4 separate regions of the Mus musculus genome follow, and all the other regions are linked to region 1. A link is a contact called in public Hi-C and HiChIP or PLAC-seq data. All regions are on one chromosome and are shown on one strand. The core of a region is the stretch at or near the end of the contact, and the rest is flanking DNA. Distances in the headings are between cores, read along the strand shown.

Region 1 (3,326 bases), core at 483-2,982:
CTGTGTGGAGAAACATGGAACCTCGCGGTGACCACGGACAGCGGTGTAGACTGAGCCCTGCACAAATACAAAGTACCATCCAGTTGTCATGAGTTGCCGTAGAGTTGTGTATTTACAGTAAGTGCATTATTTCTGGCACACACAACAGAACAACTTGATTAGTGAAATCTTTTAAAAGATGTCTACAGGGAAGAAAGATTATTAATTGGGCTCCGTGGTGGTTTGAATATGCTTGGACCAGGAAGTGGCACTATTAGGAAGTATGGACTTGTTGGAGGAAGTGTGTCACTGTGACGGTGGGCAATGAGACCCTCCTCCTAACCACGTGGAAGCCAGTCTTCTCCTATCAGCCTTCAGAACTCTCAGTTCCTCCTGCACCATGCCTGCCTGGATGCTCCTGCTTTGATGATAATGGACTGAACTTCTGAACCTGTAAGCCAGCCCCAATTAAATGTTATCCTCACTAGAGTTGCCTTGGTCATCATGTCTGTTCTCAACAATGAAACCCTAACTAAGACAGGCTCCACACACTGGATTTTTTAAGAATGCCAACCTAGCTGTCTGATCTTTTCATTTGCCTACTTGCTCAGAATCTGGCTACTAGGAGCCTAAGGACCAGACTCCAGGGGCAGCTCAAATAGGGGACAGAAGATTCACTGAGGTGTGATTCTGATTCCCATGTTCATGTCCTTGTCTTCCCATGAACTCACCCACCAAGTCTATTTGGGACTCATATATCCTATGACCTTCTCTGCCTCTGACCCCAAAGCCTAAACTTAGGTGCCCATCCTGGGGATAGTGAGTTTCTCAGATCCACTGAAACCCTGCAATCTGGGATGTAGGATGCACAGCTTGAGTTGCCAAAGGAGGGGAACACTGCCAGATCACAGTGGAACAGTGAAGTCCCCCAGGTCTGGGCAGCCCGGGCCAGACCATGTTCCACTGTGAGGAGACAGGCGCAAGGTTAGGACCCTGGGGAGGACACAGGAGCATCCATTTATCTGGGCAGTGCTGATCCCCAGGGCAGCAAAACCCATTGCCACTCCATGCTTCGGAAGTGGCTGGCACAGGCCCTGCCCACCTGTTCTCTTTCCCATTCCCGCTGGGAGGCTGGTACACACTGATCTGTACAACCCCAGCCCAGCCTCGTCTCGCCTCAGTGACTTCAGAAGCCTGGCCATATTACAGAACCAATAGACAGAAGAGGCCTGGGCCACAAGAATGCCACTACAGGGAGAAAAGATTTCGGGTTTTTTTTGTTGTTGTTGTTGTTGTTGTTGGTGGTGGTGGTGGTGTTTTGTTTTGTTTTTAATGAAGAGACGCCTCTTGTCTAAGGGGGGAGAGTGCAGCTCTAAGCTGTGTTCCTGAAATACCAGGATGTGTTCACCATCTCTTGCACTGTGACAGCCTCAGAACTGAAGGAGCTTTCAGAGAAGGCAGGGTGGAACTTACAACACTATAAACAAACATCCACAGTGCCTGCTTAGCTCCACTAGGAGTCGGTTAACAACTGTGTCTGCACTGGGGACTGGCGAGGTCAAATTAGCTGTGAACATCCCCGCTCTGGGCAAGGGACGTCCCTCCTCACTGAGAGCATGGGTATCTGAGTCCCAGGCACAATCTAAAACAGACAATGTCCTGTTTAGGGGTTTCTCCTAACAACCATGAGTGAGTCTGGCCCATTAAGACTGCACAGGCCTGCAGAGCCTTTCCTTGAACAACCCAGGTGAGGAACTTGCAGAAACAAAGGGAAATAGCGCCCTCTAGTGACAGATTTCTCAAAGACAGGGCCTCACTGTTGTTCCAAGAAAGGCCACCTGGGTTTCTCTCTGCTCAGAAGAAAGTGAAGGCAGGATCCCTCTGTATGTCTCCTTATCTCTGGCCTCAGTAGTCCCATAACCATGGTGACCCTCAGGGGTGACTTACAAGCACATTCCTTGTCCTGTATTAAGAACACACATTCTCAACAACATGACAATAGCAGCTCTGGCTCCTGATACACACAGCAAATGAACGTCTAAAACAAATCACCCTGCTTGATGCTGCTCCCTGGACCACCAGAGCATGTGTCAGGACCTAGGGAGCTCGGCAGACTCCCTGATGGGGTCAGTACAAGAGGAGACAACCTGATCCAGGTTTCTGCATCTCTTAAGGGTCTCTTCAGTAGAAAATGCACCCAGACAGGGAAAGACCAAAGAAACCAGATTACTGCACACCGTGTATTTGCAACTCCTGCTGGGCTTTCCCTCCCTCTCCCTGCCTCTTTCCTCCCCTGTCCCTTCTACCCCTGTCCATCCAATGCTCGTGGCTTAATTCCCTATCGGCTGTGAGTCAATTGACCCTCTGGTCCAGCAGTTCTCTGAATGTCGAGAGTCCCCTGGCTCTGATTATCACACACAGAATATTCCAGCTCCACTCTACTAGTGACACATCACAAGCCAGAAGAAAACTTGGAAGTAAAGGCTGGCCACAGGGAGAGAGGCCATATGTGGAAGAGCTGTATCTCTACACTTAAGTCCTCAGCCCTCTGCTTGGGAACGTGACCTTGTTCGGAAATCAGGCCACTGCAGATGGCGCTGACAGGTCGAGATGGAGTCCTGATCCAACATGACTGTTGTCCCCAGGAAACAGAGAAATTAGGACACACCTGCACATAGGGAGGGCACCATATGGGCATGAGGCTGCGGGTCAGAGTGTCACATCCGTCAGGCACAGAGTGACAAAGATGGCCAGTAAACTTTCAGAAGCTAGGGGACAGCACAGCAGAACAGTCACTTCACAGTACTCTATGGGGTCAACCCAACCCACAACTTCACGTTGGACTTCTGCCTTCCAGAACTATAGTCAGTACACTGGTACTCCGGCCATCCTGTGTGTTTTCTTCCTCCACCTCTGCTGACGTTCCACCATCTTCCACACCACTTACCTACTAATCATAAAGACAGGCATATAGGGCACAGGTACCCAACCCCCCCCCCCCAGCCCTCACTTCCATAGCAGACATCATTAATTGATTAAGACATACTAAGAATTGACAGAGGGCCCCAGAATCCCTCGCAATCCAGGAGTCCTGGAGACTGCACATAAAAATCTACCAGAGAGAGTTGGCATGACAACATAAGCCAACTCAGTGTTCTTAGACTAGTCAGGGCAAAGGCAGTATGTTTCCCCTTCAAATCTCTTCCACCCCTGAGCCTTGTACTTTGTAATCTGTAAATACTCCATGAGTTGTATACCTAACAAATACTTGCTAAATGGGTATATTTTAAGGTTCGGGTCCAGAAGAGACAAGAGAGTGACAGATAAATCTGATAGGACTTGCTGAG
Region 2 (3,326 bases), core at 406-2,905, 410 kb before region 1:
TTTAGCAAAGAACTCTTTACAGTAAGTACATTGCCATAAAACTCAACTGTGTTTTCACAAAATATCTTAAGTCAATCATAATTCTCTGAAGAGTCTTTGTAATTGACCGCTGGCCAGGAGGTGGGTGCCCCAGAGAGAAGGATAAACATGTCAGCTGTCACCAGCATGGGGCCTGAAGCCATCATCCCCACCCCAGTGTGATTTCATTGACATCATCTTGAAATGAATGCCAAATCACATGAGACGCCAAAAAGACTGCTTTTGCCACGGTAGCTAACCCCTGGCCACCTGGAGCCTGTCATCTGATCCTGCAAAACCTACCGCCAAACCTTGGGCATACTGAACTTCAAAAGGCAGAATTTCAACGTCCTAGTCAACAGCAGTGGAAGGAGGTCCAATTGAAGTAAACCCAACATGTCTTGAATGCTTGACAGGACACTTGGCTTTGGGGCTTTTGAACTTTCTGAGCCTGGGTTGATGATCTGAAGCTGCATCAATACTCTGCTTTCTGTGAATCTATTCAGTGACCCACACTATGGCATGCACACCTCTTCCCAACATCTCTTCCCAAGGAAGAGAAGTCTTGCATGACACAAGAAATGAAAACAAAAGCGGCATATAACAGTGTAGCAATATAGCAATGTAGCAATATAGCAATGTAGCAATATAGCAATGCACCAATATATCAAAGTAACAATACACTTAACCTCTAGTGATCCTAAGGAGTGGGTACTGTGATCTCCATGCATACTGAAGACTCTAACATGAAGTGCTGTGTCTGGTCATAGCTGTGCACACCCTCCTGTGACCCTGAATCTCATCTCCATGAGATTCCCAACTACTGTATCATGGTCACTGTGAGAGATGGAGGCAGTGGTAATGATGACCCTCTGATGTCTGGGTCACTCCTGTCTAGACTTCTGAGTCCCTGGTAAGTTATGAAGGTCATTTCCCCCTCATCTTTGCCATCATTTCAGCTGGTGGCCTCCATGCATGGAGCACCTGCCAGTGACACTCACCAGCCTGGCAAAAGTTCTCCTATGACTTCAGCAAGCAGGACACGGGAGCACACTCTAAGTCATATTGATACTTTACAAATATATGTCCACCTGATTGTCACTGATTTTTTTTAAGAATAGTTAATTATTTTTCCATCATGAATGTCATAGAGAATCAATATGAAAAATCAATAATAAAAAACTAATCCCTAATAGCCCCACCGAGCAAAGCTCATCTTGGCTAAAGTTCATCGACTTTGTAGAGTTATTTTGTTGTTTTATTTTGGTGATACTATGGCTGGACTCCAGAGCCTCAAACATGCCAGGCAAGTGTTCTACTCCTCTATTATATGGGTAGAATATATTTTAGTGTGAGTTTTGGTGACTTTATTTTTGCCTGTGTTTACACTACAAGAAATGTAGAACAGTATTCAGGAGACCCACGTCTGGGGCCAGGCAGCCTGGGTATAACAGTCAATAGGCTCAGCCATTCTGACTCAGTCTCTAAACATCTGTGATGGTTATTAATTATTAATTTGACTGGATCTAGAATCATCACAGAAACAAGCCACTCCCAGTCTGCGGTCTGCATACTGGGCACTGTCTGAGGGGATCTTTGGGGCTCTGGCCTGGCCAGAATAGCCAAACAGTTGTGGCTCTCTGAGGGGACGAAGAGCCACAGCAAGGAGGGCTGCCAGGCCTTTTCTGCAGCTGCCCCAGAGTTGGCTGCTGCACCTGCCCTGGAGTCAATGACAGGCAACAGCATGCAACAGGAAAGCAGTGGGCGGGGCTGGGAGCCAGGGTTGGGCGGGGCCACTGAGCAATGGGAAGTGACTACCTTAGGCTCAGGGAGCTTCCAGCAATGAAAGTTTCAGGAGAGAATTCTCTTCCTCAACGTGTTAGGACAGTCTTTGATGAAATAACTTGTGCACTTTATTCCTTGTGGATAGGGTCTTATATTCATTTGGTGATAGGCTGAGGTCTAAAAGCAGATGCTTTCTATTGGCTTGTTCTGAGATGTTAGGGATGCCTCATCTGCATGTGGGGGGATTCGGGTGTTGCACCTATGTGACTGATTGTCACAGTCCTCTCCATGGGGTGTCGTGGTCATGTGTTGCAGGACAGGAACCTGGTAGGAGTAGATTAAACCCCTATCATTCTCAGAAGTGAGAATTATCAGGGTTTCTGAATCCACTCAACCTCACCAAGTTTTCTGTCTAGTGGCAGAGGCCACTGCCCCGCCAGCCCCTAGCCATGTTTGTGAGGGAGTCTCCAGACTGGATTAACTGAGCTGGGAATGCCTCTCCTAAATGTAGCATTGCGCTCTAGGTTTGGATTCTGAACTATGCATGAATAGGTGAGCAAGCTGAGCTGTGGGCATGCATCTCTTTGTGATTCTCTCTGCTCTTGACTATGTATGTGCCGTGACTCCCTCTTCCAAGTTCCTGCCTTGACTTCCCTGCTATGTAACCTGGAACTGTAAGCCAAATAACCTCTTTCCACCTTAAACTTGTTTTAGGCAGACTTACTTTATCATAGCAACGGAAAAGACAAGTCATCTCTCCCTCTGGCGCTGGTGATCCAATGCAGGTTGTCAGGCTTGGCCACAGGTGTCTTTTCTCCCAGAGACATCTCCCCAGCCCTCTTTGTCAGGCATCCAATTGTCATAACAAGTAATTGAAACCATTCTGAAACAATTGGCTTCTTAGTCAGTAATGTGGAGATAAAATTGTCTTAAAACTAAAACATGAATGGAATTCCCAAAGGATCAACAGTGGGATGAAAAAATACACACACACACACACACACACACACACACACACACACATATACATACACACAAACACATATACACACACATACACACACATGCACACATACACACATACATATATACACATACATACACACATATACATACACACAAATACATATACATATACATACACACATACACACACAAACACATATACATACATACACACACATATACACACATTGCATTTAACATCTAATACAGGTGTTTTTAATCCCAATGAATATAATAGATCCTATTTTTTAAAATTTACCCTTTCTGTCTTTTCTTATCATTATTACATAAGAAATTTTAAAATCATATGACATGCTGGCAGTAGTATTTTATTGAGTATAGGGGTAACACACACACACCTCTTACTCATTTAACACTAATTATGTATCTATTGTAGGCTATGCACTGAGCTAGTAGTGGAGATGTACAGACAACCAGAAAGCATCCTTGGCACAAGCACTCGGAAGATGAGAAGGCAGACAGCAGAGAGTTGGGTGCCTAGCATGGCATGTGCCCAC
Region 3 (3,326 bases), core at 505-3,004, 380 kb before region 1:
TTCTCTGACGGTTCACATTGATTGTTTGATGGGACTTGAGTTCTTGGAAACAAACCTCTGGGCACACCTGTGAGGGGATGTCAAGATCAGGTTAGTAGAGGTAGAAAGGCCCACCTTGAATGGGGGCAGCCCCATATCATGTTCTGGGGTCCTGGTCTGGATGAAAAGGGGAAATTGGGCTGAGAGCCAGCATCCATCTTTGTTTCATGACCGTGGAGACAACATGACCAGCCCCATGTTCCTGATTCCATGCCTTTGACTGCACCCTCAAAATGGGAGCCAAATTTTCATCATAATAAAGAAAAAGGTTATTGTCCAACCTCTCTTCATTCATTCATTCATTCATTCATTCTCAGGTTATATTTGGCTTCTCAGTTATGTTTCTGGGACACTCAAGACAGATACTGGATTCATATGACTAGTTGTATTATTAATAATGATCATCATTGGGTGGCTGAGGGTTTGCCCGTTAAGGTCTATCCCTAATGGATGTACTCAGTCACACAGTGCTCTTCAGGCTCAGGTCTATCCCTCCAACAATGGGAAATTTCACACAAGTTCATGTGTGGAAGTCCTGGAGTGTTTTCAAATCTATGGTTTTTGCTGTACACATGTGACAACTTGAATAGTCCATATAAAGAGCTGGTTATCCCTGAGGCAGGTAAAAATACCAATGCATGGAGTTTGACAGACTCATGGATGGGTTGGGGGGGGGGGATAGACAGGAGGCGGGACCTGAACATGAAGAGCGTTCCTAGTGATGGGCTTTCAGGCATGTGCCGCCACACCAGGTTTATGCAATGCTGGGTTGTGTGGCAGAGGAGAGAGTATTTGTTAGGCACTCAGCACAATTAGAGGGGCCTGAGAGATCAACATCGATTAGGGATAGACTTTAATGAACAAAGCTGGGAAGAACCCTCAGGCACCCAAATGATGTTCATTATTAATAATATCATAACAAGTCATATGAATCCAGTATTGGTCTTGAGTCAGGACATTCCTGAATGTCCTGGAAGCACACCTGAGAAGCCACACCTTCCCTTTAGAGGGCACTGGAGAAAACTGGCCTTAACTGGACCTCCACCACTGGAGCTGGGATCCTCCCTTGGCTCTGCAGCTCTCTCTGGGAGGTTGAGCCAAGAACCAACTGGGAACAGAGAACCCGGCACGGTCATTTTGGCAGGAGTACGGGTTACTCTGAAGAGTAGCTCAGCTTTGCTGGTAATTGCCCTGATTAACCTTTCTTTGGGCTATTTTTAACTTCTCAATTAGTTCGTTTTCATGATTTTGTATATTCATGGAATACAGTGTAACATTTAGATCTTATGTATACATTGCATGAAAAATTAAGCCAGCTAGCAAATCTAGCACTTCAGCTTCTATTCATTGAGAATCTTTAAAACCTGCTGTTAATAATTTTGAAATACATTTTTTTTTGAGACAGAGTCTTCAGTGTCCCAGGTTGACCTCTAACTTGCTGTGCTGCCGAGGCTGGTCTTGAACCTCTGATCTTCCCTCCTCCACCTTCCTAGTGATGGGCTTTCAGGCATGTGCCGCCACACAAGGTTTATGCAATGCTGGGTTGTGTGGCAGGGGAGAGAGTATTTGTTAGGCACTCAGCACAATTAGAGGGGCCTGAGAGATCAACATCTCAGCCTGGTAGAAAGCTTCATGCCAGTATAAACAGAGCAGATGGAAAGCCATAATGCAGATGCCATTTAGAACGTGGTGTTAGGGTGTTGGCTTAAAGAGGAGCAGCTGTAGTCTGTTTCCTACTTATCTGTGTGGGAGTCGCCTCCCCAAGAAAGTGTAAGCAATTAAACTGGTATTGCTGAACTTGCAGTTAGCTCTAGAGCAGCACTTCCCAACACAAAGGTCCCAAGACAGGAAGTGGTGTTCTTCAAAACTGGATTTTGTGTCACCCTGACACTTCCCAGAAATGTTGCATTAAGTCACTCGAGGTGAGAGGGTGCTTCTGGAATACCCCAATATGTAATAGGTTGAGTGTGTGTGTGTGTGTGTGTGTGTGTGTGTGTGTGTGTGTGAATATAGTGCCTCTGGGTTTGCTTTGTGCACGTAACCATTTCATGGACTGTGTTTGTTTGGAGTTGCCCCAGAGATTTCTAATGAGCTCAGTGCCAGACTTGGATGATGGGGGTGGGGCAACTGTGTCCAAAGACATTGGTCTTTCTGTTCCAGCGACCAGGATGAGTGGGCGCCATGTTGTCAGCAGAGCTTAGCAGTTCTCCAATAATCAATGCAAGAGTTGATCTCTCCATCTGAGAGGAGTCCTGCTGCATCAGCGGTGGAGATGAAACTGTTCTAAGTGCAATGCGTTGGCACAGATTGATTAACATCTCTTGTCTATAACATACAGAATTAACTCCTGGCCCTGGAGATAGCCCTGCTGTGCATGTGGGCTAGGAAGCCTGACATTGTGTGGGGGATGAAGATGATGGATTGTCACTATGGCTTTTCAAGTATAAATCAAGCTTGGTAAGACAAAGTTGCTGCAGGTGGCCTCTATCCAGTTCAGGACAGCTCAACTGGATGGGTCTCAATGGATCGAGCAGTGTTCTGGCCTACTATACCTGATATTGGAGGTACAGCCCTCACAATGACGTACTCCACAGAACCGTGAGGCTCTGTGAGGTACAGTCTCCACCACTTTCTCCCCCACAGAAACACATGGAGCTAGTCTGCAATTCTCCTTATCATAGGATGCTGAGCCTTGGTTTGCACCCTGAGTATTCCTTTGTCAGTTGACACTGACCCCAGGAGGAACCCAGGGGTACCACCAGGGCCAAGACGTGTCTAGTAGACCACAATCTTGCAAGGCCTCTGTGTTCACAGCCCAAAGATATCTGTGGGGTGCAGGTCCCTGGAGTGATAGCTTAGTCAGTAAAATGTCCACCATGCAAGAAGCATAGGGACCTATATTGGATCCCCAGAACCCAAGTTTTAAAGAAAAACCAGGTGTGGTGATGAGCCTGTGAAGTCTCAGCAGTGGGGATGGGGAGGTAGAAGCAGGAGTTCCTTAATGCTCTCTGGCCAGCCTTCTAGCCCCATGTGAAAGTCTTAGGCATGTGAAAGCAAAGGTCGAGGCGGGGGATGGCACCTAAGAAACAGCAGCTGAGGATGGCCTGGTTCCCCATGCATGTACACACATGTGCACCTTCATGCATATAAATATTCACATGCACAAACACAAGCCTGCACACATAAAGATACTTTCAGAGTACATGCATCCAGCTGTCAGGGAAGCCCTGGACCAGGCTGTCTTTACCTTGATAGGATCTGTGCTGGCTCCCTCGGGGGAGGCGACT
Region 4 (3,326 bases), core at 417-2,916, 280 kb before region 1:
GTAGCTTCAACACTCTGATAAATTAAAATTCTTTGCATCTTCTTTTTGGTCTCAGGACTTTCTATTCAAAGCCTGAGTTAAGGCTGGGTAGTGGATACTTAAATCTGTTTGAAATATGACACAAAAGCCATAGGCTGAGATAGAAGGTCTTGCAAAGCTAATAAACCTAGGGAGAGCATCTGTGCAGGCTGGGTACTGCTGTGAATTTTCAGACAGGCTGGAGAGTCATTTTAAACAAGAGAAAAAAATGTGACAGCCTCATGTTTATAACATTGGGTGACTGAACTTAGTGTTCTTATGGTTGATAGTTAATTATTTTAAAAATTAATCCTAGTGTTTTGAAAAGATAATGTGTGTGTGTGTGTGTGTGCAGGTGTGAATACATGTGTCTGCAAGTATATGTGGCAGTCAGAGGTCGACACTGGGTATCTTCCTTAATAGTGTGCCACTTTTTCTTCTTTTGAGACAGGGTCTCTCACTAACCCGTGAGCTTACCCATTTACCTAGGCTAGCTGGCCAGTGGGTCCCCAGAGATTCTTCTATCTGTTCTCCTCCAGCCCTGGAATTACAGTTGCAGTCTACTGCACCTGGCTTTTTGTGTAGATTCTCACCCAGGTCCTCCAGCTTCTATCTAGAATGTTACTGGTTGAGCTATCTCCCTGGCCAGTCCGAGCGCTTACATGCATAAATCATGTTCTGCAGGTACTGAAGCTGCCGTGAGCCACACGTAATGCACACGCATTGTTGAACCAGCCTCGGGAAAGGCAACTGGTCCTAACTGGAGAGTCAAAAGGCACCGTTTCAGAGCACAGCTAACAAATTCATGGTTTTGTTTCATTTATGTATTTATTTGCTATGTGTCTTCCTCCCACCATCACAAGAGGGATTTCAGAGCCAAATTTCCGAAGACCAGGCTTTTCAGAATGGTGTCATTTGTATTCCTCCCCTAGAACAGGGGCTTCAGAAAAAGAATGTGAGCTATGCAGGGGAGAGCCAAGGAATGTGTGTGCCCCTTAGAAGGACCTGCAGGTCAGAGGGAGACATCCCTGGAATCTGGCTTTGAAGGCAGAAATCAGTGTGATGGATGGATGGCAGGAAACTTGAAAGGAAGCTAGGGGCGGTGAGGCCAGGCTCCAGCAAGCCAGGGACTTCCCCGGCCAGGGAGAGAGCCCTATGGCCCGATCTCAGATGGTGAATCACCTGCTCAAGCTGTTCCTACGCCTCCTGCACCCAGGAGCTGGTGCACATGCCGAGATTTCACCACAGTGACATGCCTGCAAGTGGCAGGTGGCTGAGTAAGGCCCCCAGGCTGGCCTGGCTGACCCTCCCACTGTGCCCTATACAGGCCCTTGGATTTCCCCATCCTTTCGTGTTGAAATCAAGAGACAATGGGCGGGCCTCAGAAGATATGTTTACCTTTGTCTCCCAGGAGTTAAGTGTTCATCCAGAGATGCAGCTTTCTCAGCGAGGTCAGGTGAGAGCAGCTACTCTGCAATGAAAAGGAAGGTTTGGTTGGGGAAGACCTATACACTGCCGCTGCCTGGACAGCTGCTTCTCTGAGCCAAGGACGGGGGAATCTTCCTGTAAGTCCCAGACTCACACAACCTGGCATCCAGGGGCTGGGTACACAGTGTTGTAGCTGTTTTCCCTAACATGCCTTGCATTCCACAGAAGTGACTCAGTGCCAGCTGCACAGAGCCTCCTGCCTGTGACTTTGAAGGCCCTCCCCACCTGAGGAGGACTGTGGTCTTCCAGGAACAGCTCAAAACCCAGCCTCAAAACAGCTTTTGACTCCCAGGTCCTGGGACACAATATGCTGTCTTCTCCCAGCCCCTGCCTGGGCTCAGCCATCAAATTGATAAGCTCCTCCCATTCGTTATTATGTAATTGTTACCACCCTTTATAAAGACCAAGTATCATATCTGGGACAGGAACTCATGGAATGAAGCATATATAATGAGTGGTGGGGTGCTTTTTGCACTTACTAGGGTTTGAACCCAGGACTTCAAGGTGCTAGTCAAATGCTGTATCCCTGAACATCTCATCTCACTGATGTGTTTTATAAAGACCAAGGATATGTTTTATAGAGTGCAGGATGATGCAGTGGGAGGGGAGACCTCAGCAAGCCTATGCTGAAGCATCCCTCACCCTGAGGTACCAGCCACAGGACGGTCTAGTATAGCATAGAGTTTATTTGGGAGCATGGGAAGGGGAGCTGAGAAGGGAATAGAAGCAGAGGAAGAGAGGGGACAGAGAAGGACACAGAAGGGGTTGGGGGGAAGAGGCTGGCCAAGAACATATGGAGAGGGAAAGATAGGGGTCAGAGAGAAGAAAGTCAGAGAGTCAGAGAGAAGGGGCGAGGCCAAACAGTTCCTTTTAAAGCAAGCCAAGCCTACCTGACTGTTGCTAGGTAACTGTTGGGCGGAGCCTAGAAAGAATGCCAACACTCACCACCTCTGTTTTTACTGCAGATTGCCTCTACCAAAGTCCATGCTGACAGCTAGATTTTAACCAAGTGGTGCCTCGTCATATAGGCCAGGCTAGACCCCATGGGTTGATTACCTACACTGTATAAAATGCTCCAGGCTCGCTTACCTACCCTGGGCCCATTTTTTTTTTTGAGTAGCCCAGCTTCCCTCCATTATCAGATGATTTAATTTCTCTAAGAATTGCAAAGCAGCACATCACTATGGCCGCCGTTTGTATTTCTCTGACTATTAATAATATCATGCTCATCTTTGTATTCTTATTCATCAGGTCTCTCCTGTGATAATGACCTATGATTGTATCTGATTTACATAAATGCATAGAGGTGCATACTCAGTACACACACACACACACACACACACACACACACACACCTGTGTACATTCAGACACATCCATACATCTGTATACCTATAGCCATCAGTCCCTGTGTGTATGTATGTGGTCTTGTGTGAATACACACTTACAAAGCTCATGGATTTGTAGAAGTTAAGGTTTCATTCCTCACGATTATCGTTACCAGTAACCTATTTCACAACCTTTTTGCAAGAATGGAATGTCAGAGCCTAGCGATTGCTTGGCAGCATCCCCCCCTCCTCCCTCAGATACTGACAGATACCTACTGGGACTTGGCAGACAGGATTTCTCACCTGAAAAGGGAATTAACATCAAAAGGGTTTGTTGTTAAGGTATTGGCACCACAGCCCTGCTCCCTGCCCTGTTCCCTGCCTCCCTCCTATTACTGTCAAAGAAATGAAGCAGAAGGAAGAGGGAACAAAATGGGGCAGTGGGAAGAGGGCAGAGTGGGGGAACGAGGGTTCCCCAGGATGTCAAAAGAAC

What was found. Hi-C and Micro-C count contacts between places; a contact is called where the count stands out from the background. HiChIP or PLAC-seq counts read pairs in DNA pulled down with a chosen protein or histone mark.
Region 2: a FOXA1 HiChIP or PLAC-seq map of pancreatic cancer cells shows a contact between it and region 1. The contact joins two enhancer-like sites. A contact is called at or near these places in 1 of 15 datasets of contacts at CTCF or cohesin (the NIH/3T3 cell line), 3 of 484 Hi-C or Micro-C datasets (Th2 cells, group 2 innate lymphoid cells and regulatory T cells) and 1 of 115 datasets of contacts at active chromatin or transcription factors (pancreatic cancer cells).
Region 3: a contact with region 1 is called in a Hi-C map of uterus, with 9 times the contacts expected there. The contact joins two enhancer-like sites. A contact is called at or near these places in 13 of 39 promoter capture datasets (the HPC-7 cell line, cranial neural crest, embryonic stem cells and 7 more), 6 of 15 datasets of contacts at CTCF or cohesin (the NIH/3T3 cell line, embryonic stem cells, hippocampal excitatory neurons and 1 more), 165 of 484 Hi-C or Micro-C datasets (3T3-L1-derived adipocytes, the 4T1 cell line, the AML12 cell line and 82 more) and 11 of 115 datasets of contacts at active chromatin or transcription factors (astrocytes, differentiating embryonic stem cells, embryonic basal ganglia and 5 more).
Region 4: a FOXA1 HiChIP or PLAC-seq map of pancreatic cancer cells shows a contact between it and region 1. The contact joins two enhancer-like sites. A contact is called at or near these places in 1 of 484 Hi-C or Micro-C datasets (embryonic stem cells), 3 of 115 datasets of contacts at active chromatin or transcription factors (astrocytes, embryonic stem cells and pancreatic cancer cells) and 1 of 9 other capture datasets (embryonic stem cells).

What each region holds. Positions count from the first base shown.
Region 1 is chr1:88,356,072-88,359,397 of GRCm38.p6, reverse strand. The region is part of intron 18 of Trpm8 (transient receptor potential cation channel, subfamily M, member 8); the gene reads right to left. Among named protein-coding and RNA genes, the nearest start is that of Gm51639, 26 kb to the right of the region's middle. Within about 2 kb of position 1,732, at least 21 of the 459 cell types and tissues checked have an H3K27ac peak or open chromatin away from gene starts, as enhancers often do. A contact at or near this core is called in pancreatic cancer cells and uterus, where this site is marked.
Region 2 is chr1:88,762,355-88,765,680 of GRCm38.p6, reverse strand. No RefSeq gene overlaps it. Among named protein-coding and RNA genes, the nearest start is that of Platr5, 9.1 kb to the right of the region's middle. Within about 2 kb of position 1,655, at least 19 of the 459 cell types and tissues checked have an H3K27ac peak or open chromatin away from gene starts, as enhancers often do. A contact at or near this core is called in pancreatic cancer cells, where this site is marked.
Region 3 is chr1:88,737,544-88,740,869 of GRCm38.p6, reverse strand. No RefSeq gene overlaps it. Among named protein-coding and RNA genes, the nearest start is that of Platr5, 16 kb to the left of the region's middle. Within about 2 kb of position 1,754, at least 1 of the 459 cell types and tissues checked has an H3K27ac peak or open chromatin away from gene starts, as enhancers often do. A contact at or near this core is called in uterus, where this site is marked.
Region 4 is chr1:88,637,926-88,641,251 of GRCm38.p6, reverse strand. No RefSeq gene overlaps it. Among named protein-coding and RNA genes, the nearest start is that of Arl4c, 63 kb to the left of the region's middle. Within about 2 kb of position 1,666, at least 129 of the 459 cell types and tissues checked have an H3K27ac peak or open chromatin away from gene starts, as enhancers often do. A contact at or near this core is called in pancreatic cancer cells, where this site is marked.